2 separate regions of the Mus musculus genome follow, and region 1 is linked to region 2. The links are chromatin contacts, called in public Micro-C maps. All regions are on one chromosome and are shown on one strand. The core of a region is the stretch at or near the end of the contact, and the rest is flanking DNA. Distances in the headings are between cores, read along the strand shown. Region 1 has its middle 47 kb from the start of Ropn1. Region 2 has its middle 14 kb from the start of Kalrn.

The links. Hi-C and Micro-C count contacts between places; a contact is called where the count stands out from the background.
Region 1: a contact with region 2 is called in a Micro-C map of granulosa cells, with 3 times the contacts expected there. The contact joins two enhancer-like sites. A contact is called at or near these places in 2 of 15 datasets of contacts at CTCF or cohesin (the NIH/3T3 cell line and stem cell-derived epiblast-like cells), 40 of 484 Hi-C or Micro-C datasets (the AML12 cell line, the C3H10T1/2 cell line, the HL-1 cell line and 27 more), 7 of 115 datasets of contacts at active chromatin or transcription factors (astrocytes, cardiomyocytes, embryonic fibroblasts and 3 more) and 2 of 9 other capture datasets (adipose tissue and pancreatic islet).

The regions. Positions count from the first base shown.
Region 1 is chr16:34,602,111-34,605,790 of GRCm38.p6, reverse strand. No RefSeq gene overlaps it. Among named protein-coding and RNA genes, the nearest start is that of Ropn1, 47 kb to the left of the region's middle. Within about 2 kb of position 1,735, at least 22 of the 459 cell types and tissues checked have an H3K27ac peak or open chromatin away from gene starts, as enhancers often do. A contact at or near this core is called in granulosa cells and pancreatic cancer cells, where this site is marked.
Region 2 is chr16:34,526,619-34,529,840 of GRCm38.p6, reverse strand. It overlaps a transcript of Kalrn not described here. Among named protein-coding and RNA genes, the nearest start is that of Kalrn, 14 kb to the right of the region's middle. Within about 2 kb of position 1,395, at least 16 of the 459 cell types and tissues checked have an H3K27ac peak or open chromatin away from gene starts, as enhancers often do. A contact at or near this core is called in granulosa cells and pancreatic cancer cells, where this site is marked.

The sequences.
Region 1 (3,680 bases), core at 486-2,985, 76 kb before region 2:
ACAGGGTTTTGCATTTAGAAAGAGCTGCATTGAGTGATCTTGAGAACAGGTTTAGGGTGCAAGGTGGGCCCATTCTTTGTCATACTCTAAAAATCCCGGGAAGAGCCAACATTTTTCTTGCCAATAATAATGTTCAATAAGCCTCTGCATCTTGTCTCTCAGGTTTCTTCAAGGCTCAGTTCTACATGCCCTGTCAAATCTGCGTGGGTGTAGGGAAAGTGAACTCGTTTTAATACCAGCCCAAACCAGACATCACTGGGAAAGAAATCAGAGAAGCCATTCTAAAGTCAAATAAAAATAACTCCTGTGAGTACATACTCTATGATCCTACATAGATGCTTGAGACCTGGCAGAAGAGAACGTTCTGAGACACTGGAGATGCTCTGACTCAATTGTACTGATGGTTGCATAGGTCTATACAACTGTGGAAACGGTTTACAATGCACAGTTAAGGTGGGCAAACTAAGGTTTGGCTTTAAAAAATACATCTGCTATGTGTTCACATTTCTCTTTATCTACATGAGTAAAGACTATTGAGAGCTGAGTATAAATCAGAATCCCCCCAAACTATATTGTACATACACACACACATATGTGTGTGTGTGTACAGTGTGTATATATACATATATATTCCAGTATATATACAGAATATATATATGTATTCCAAAGTTCTTGATCACTAGGACCCATTTGCATGCTGTAATGTTCTGGGTTATCTGTATGATTTACACACACACACATATTTATATATGAGAGAGACAAGATGTGGAGGTTTATGAACATAATTATTAGCAAGAAGAACCCATATATACTTATATATATGCATATATACATACATATATGTATATACATACATATCTATGTGTACACACATATGTATACATAATTATATAATATGCATATATACATGTATATATACACATACATATATAGACACATAGATGGGTTCTTCTTGCCAATAATTATACTCATAAGCCTCCCTATTTGTCTCGCATATATATATATATATATATATATATATATATATATATATATATATATATATATATGATACAGATAATCCAGAACAATAGATACAGCACCCAAATGAGTGGTAGTGATCCAGGACTTTGGAATGTTTACTGAGCAAAACTTGACTGACAGGCAGCGGGAAAGCAGGAAGCCAAAAAATTCAGTAGGGTAAGCCAGATCAAACTTATAGGGGATAGACAACAAAAGGGTGACCAACCGCACATATGATAATGATTTGTTGACGTAGTAACCTGAATTGTATATGCTTAAAAAGTGCAGCAGAATGAGGTGGAGCAGATATTTACTGTAAAACCGGACAAAACCCCAAGTGGTCCTGACACCTAGATAACAGGAAGTCTTTGTCATATCCATCTTTCCCATATCCCTAATTAAAAATTTGATATCTCGTAAGTCAGGCACCATGCCCTATGTATTCTGACATCCAAATATCCATTTCACAGTTGGCCAGGCTCCCCTGGAGGTGCTGTAAGTAGATTACGAGATGGAGTTAAGATTCAGCACGGTGGATTTTTTTTCTCCACCATGTCACCTTGTGGGAAATCACTTGTTTTATTTATTTATTTGTTTATCCAGTCAATAAAATTAGTACTAGTACAGAGCAAGTAGTTTCAAGATGCTGGGGACGGAGAGCTCATTTGTAAATGCTCACTCTGGAATCTCTGCGCCATTCTGACAACTGTGCCAGTGGCTGGCATGAGTAATGATGTGGTCACGCTCAGCGACCTCAAGGCCGTGCCTCAATGATAACTGTGCTCAGGCTGTACGACATATATAAGATTCCTTAACTTTTTTGGTCTGTTTCTTTCCAAAGGGTGGCTCCAGGCCACTTAAGGCATCTTTGCTCTAAAAATTCCATGAAAATGAAATTAAGTGTTTTAGTTTTGTTTGTTGAAAAACTTCTCTTAAAAACCCTTCTGAGGCATTTTTTGAAATTAATTCCTCATTGCTTCAAATCTCAAACTCACATATAACTGTAAGTCAAATTAACATTTGATCTTATGCAGGGCAATAGACCAGGTTTCTCTCTCTCTCCCTCCCTCCCTCCCTCCCATCCTCTCTCTCTCTCTTTCTCTCTTTCTCTCTCTCTTTCTTTCTTTCTTTTTTTCTTTCTTTCTTTCTTTCTTTCTTTCTTTCTTTCTTTCTTTCTCTCTTCCTTCCTTTCTTCCTTCCTTCCTTCCTTTCTTCCTTCCTTCCTTTCTTTCTTTCTTTCTTTCTTTCTTTCTTTCTTTCTTTCTTTCTTTCTTTCTCTCTTCCTTTCTTTCTTTCTTTCTTTCTTTCTTTCTTTCTTTCTTTCATTCTTTCCTTCTTTTCTTTCTCCCTGTTACGTAGTGTTTATGTATGTATATACTTGTGTAGGTGCACATGTGTGTGCGTGCATGCATGTGCATGTGTCTGTAGGAAGAAGGTTGTTGTTGGCTGTCTTCCCAGTTCTCTGCCTTATGTTCTGAGACGTGATCTCTCACTGAACCCAGAGCTCACTGGCTGGCTAAGCTAGTTGGCCAGTGACCCATTGGGTCTGCTTGTCTCTGCCTGTCCCTGGCTCTGGGATTACAGAGATATCAGATCTGACTTTTATATGGGGGGTTGAGAATCCATGCTTATGTGGCAGGCTTTTTACCAACGGAGCCATCTTCCCAGTCCTGACCAAGGTTTTTGACAAGCCTCTCTGAATCACAGTGTTTTCTGACCCCTTCATTTCTTCTCAGACAAACAAAATACAAGTAGGTAGACACAAAATATCCTCTCCTCTCAAAGTCCAGTCAAACCGTAAGTACCCCAAACTCTCCAGGGGTTTCTTCAAGCATATAATGCATTCTCTCTTCCATACCATCACACCACTCTCACTTGGGAGTGGCTAGGGTAGGATTCAAATTCTTCTCTTGTCCATTTATAACACATGACTCAGAACGTCTCTAACCCTCAGTTTTTCATCTGCAAGTGGGGGGCAATAATATGTACTTTGAGCTTTGGTGCAGTCTATATAAGATGATGGATATTCAACATGTGGCACAAAGGCTAGACACTAGGCACTAGAAAGCAGTGGTGTTTTTTACAAAAGGTTGCCAGAGATAGAGGCTGAGGAGAAAAAAGTCCAGCACTCTCTTGGAATGAAGAAACAGAAACCTTGGCTTTAGTTGAGTAGCTGCTGCTGCTGCTGCTGCTGCTGTGTGTGTGTGTGTGTGTGTGTGTGTGTGTGTGTGTGTGTCTGTGTGTGTCTGTGTGTTTTAGAACTTTAGAGTCTTAAGATCAAGAGTGTACGTTATTTATCTGAGAGGAGTGCCATTCTAAGAGGGTACTAAATCACCCATATGCTCCTGACCTAAGAATGGGAGGGGTTTTCTCTTTAACCTAGTAGCCAGACATTAACAGGAGGGCACATAGAATAACGATGGAGAAATGTCAAGTCCTAGGCAGCTATGATGGCCAAATCTGCACATGCCACCATCAGATTACCTCCACATCTCCCCAGGAGAGGTTGATATCTCCGGCCCTTTCCAAAAAAAGGCACCATTCCACCCAACAGGTCAGAGTTAGTGTCAGCAAGGGGCTGAGAACCTGGAGATGGAGCCTGCCTGCCGATCCAAGAACAACAGACAACTGGCTCAGGCTGTGATTCCAGTTGGTTGGAATTTACAGCTGGCCGAACA
Region 2 (3,222 bases), core at 146-2,645:
TACTGTCTCCAAAGGAAGCTGGTGGCTGAGATATGGCTGGCTTCCTGATACACTCAAAGTTCTTGTTTCCAATGTCCAAATGCTGATACTACACCCAGGTATATTAGACTATTCACACAGACACACAGGCTGGCATTCATATGTTTGTGCAATGACATATAGTCATCCTCAAATGCTCCCACCATCTGAAAGAGGAAATAGGGTGTTCACTCAGCCACAGGCCTTGCTGGGTTACTCTGCATTACCTAGCAGAGGAGAGGGGATGATGGGCAGTACCCAGATCACTTTTGTCCATTGTCGGAACTTGTTACAATGTTCCGGACTGTCTTCAAACTCATCTGATGGTAGAACCTGAGTCCAGCAGGGTGATGTGCCCCATAGTTCCCATGCTCCCTAGGTTGTGTACCTCTACCCTTCTGGAAGTTGCCACACCTGGACTTCCACTGAAGAAAAGATAGAGTGTTCCTTTACTTTTAGGACAACTAAGATGGAAAACATAACTTTGAGTATCTATTGAAGGAAAAAGTTACTTCAGTTTTTCTGTTACTGGAAGTTAAGTTGCCTTTTTCCTTAACTGGGCTTAGGAAGTGTTTGGTGGCGTCTTGGCCAGGTATCCAGCTATTTAGGATTCCACAAGTGGTCTTATTTGGAGTGGAGTGGTGTCTGTTCTGTTTCAAAGGAGAAAAACAAAAGAAACAAGATTTAAAAACGGAGCAAAACCCAAACAGACAAAATTTCTTGCTATTTCTTTTTACTTAATTTAAACAAAATAAATAAAAAGAAAGCAAAGCCAAACAACTAGTAAACAAACCTAAACCTAAAAACAGGTAAGGCTTGCAAAATGGAAGAAGTGACACAGATGTGAACTGTTGTCCCTTTGCACTCTGCAGTGTCCTTCCTGAGCAGTGCATTATGGGAAGCCCTTGGTATGATGGCAGGCAATAGTGGGTGGGATGGAAGAGATTCAGTTTCTGCGTTGTTCACAGTCTGACAATCTGCAGAACTAGCCAGAGTTTCTCTTGGATAAGCTGGGCCCGTACTTGATAAATCACCTTATAAGGAAAAGGCCACCCTTTCTAACCCTCTCCTCCTTTCCCCCTCCCCCCTCAAACGTAGGGATGGCGAACAGAGTCAAGGTTTCAACTGCTTAGTTCAAGTTAAACAAACCCACCCTAGACAAACCTGCATTCCTCTCTCTCTGAAAGATTGTATCTGCTTGACCTCTTGCTTTGGTCTGGGCCATTCCACTCCTTCTTTTATTCTTTCCCCCCTAAAATAAACTCTTTAATTGCATATTTATATCTTATGTTTATCTATGGGATGAGTAATTGCCCAGGTCCATTCTCCTCTTAGTCTGGCTGTTGTTAAGGGGTTAGACTAAGTGCGTAGTCACTGCCCAGGACTCAACAAGGCCAGGGCCTTAGACTGTGGCTGTATTTGCACTACTTCAGGGTCTCCCTGAAGTCCCTGCACAGGGGCACTTTGAGTAGTCCAGGAACTGCTTTATGTAATAGGAGTAGGACCCCATCTGTATGGGGGGGTGGGACAGAACAGATGGAGGCCTGGGAAAGAAGATAAGAAGCAACATTGTCAGCTCAAGGTTGATACTGAAAATTAGGTTCCAAAGCTAGATACTTCCTGTCTCTTCCCATATCCCCAGCCTTGGTGCCCCAAGGATGTTCCAAGGCATGCTGAGTAAAGCAGGATTGTCTAGCTGTTCCATCCCGGTCAACCCCCTTTCACCTTGAGTTGCTGCTGCAAGGCAAACTGTTGATGCAGCTGAGAGCTTGTGATTAGCAGCCAGGGTATTCTGTTCCTTCTTGTATTCTCAGTCATGGTTCAGGATGTGATTCAGGGTAAGTGGCTACATAGTAAGTGCTTGCTGAACAAGGGAGAGCTGCTCTTCATTCACTCTCTATTTATCCTTTCAAAGATTTTTCTCAGCCAGAAATTTGACATAGGACAATGAACAGGAGTCGGTTGGACAGAAGGACACAGAGAGAGCTTAAATGTCATAGGGTCCTGTGGACGGCCAGTGTGTGGCCCAACTAAGTTGCCCGGAGAAGGTTTCCTGTGGGTCTAGAGAATTAGATGAAGGCAGAGTGGGAGCAGCCTTCCAAAGCCTGTGAAGAGCATATGTGATGGTCTAAAGGGAAGAGACAGCTTAGTGTGGAAAGTATAGGCTGGCAACACCATGGTGATCATCACTGTCTTATACTCATGTGTAGTACCTGCTGGGTGGGGTGTATTATTATATTTATTAACTTAGTTAGGTGTTACTAACATCCTCATTTTGCACAAAAATTGGAGGCACAGAAACGTGGAGTGATTTGATGGATATCACATGACTATGGGAGGTAGCTTTGACATAGGAGGGTGGTTGCCTCCAGAGTCTAGGTAGTGATAATGCATAAATCAGTCAGTCTCTCTGACTCTGTCTGTATGTCTCTCTGTCTCCTCCTTCTCTCTCTCTCTCTCTCTCTCTCTCTCTCTCTCTCTCTCTCTCTCTCTCTCTCCTCTCGTGTTTCTCTCTGTCTCCCCACCCCTCTCTGTACTCCCCCATAGGATCTTGGCATGCAATTAGATATGCCTAGGTTTTGGTGGTAGCAGTCAGCTTAGAGGATGTCTAGTTGACACTGACAGAGCCTCTGACATGTTCTAATTATTGAGTCTTTCTTTCCTTGCCTCAGTGGATGGCTTGGCTTTGTCTTGTTTCTTGTGAACAGACCTGGAGCTACAAGAATGGCTCCTATCTCTGAGTGGGGAGAAGAAGGGGAAATGTTTTAGGGGCCACAACTCAGGAGAGGGGCAACCTCTCCTAGATGTAGCCACTTGCAATGATTGCTGGGGCTGCACATCTTAAAGACTGGCTGGAGGAGAGTAGATGAGGTGATTGACAACTTTGTCCTAAGCAATTGGCCAGGAATAGAGATGGAAGGAAGGATGGATTCCGCCTTTTCTCTACCTTCCTCAGAACTGATGGTCCAACCCCAAGCTTCAGAGCCAAGGCATGGTGCCAGATCTTGCCCCCATGCCTTATAAATTTCTATCCTGTACCCAGGGCTTACAGTAACCACTTCCTCAGTAGTTGTGTGTCCCAGCAGCAAAACCAGTGTCTTTAGGGTTCTTCTCACTGCCCGTCACTGCCTGCTCTGATGAGGCACGTGAGCCACACATTGGTGTTCGGAAAAATTAATGTTTTCAAGATGCGCTCTGCACAGT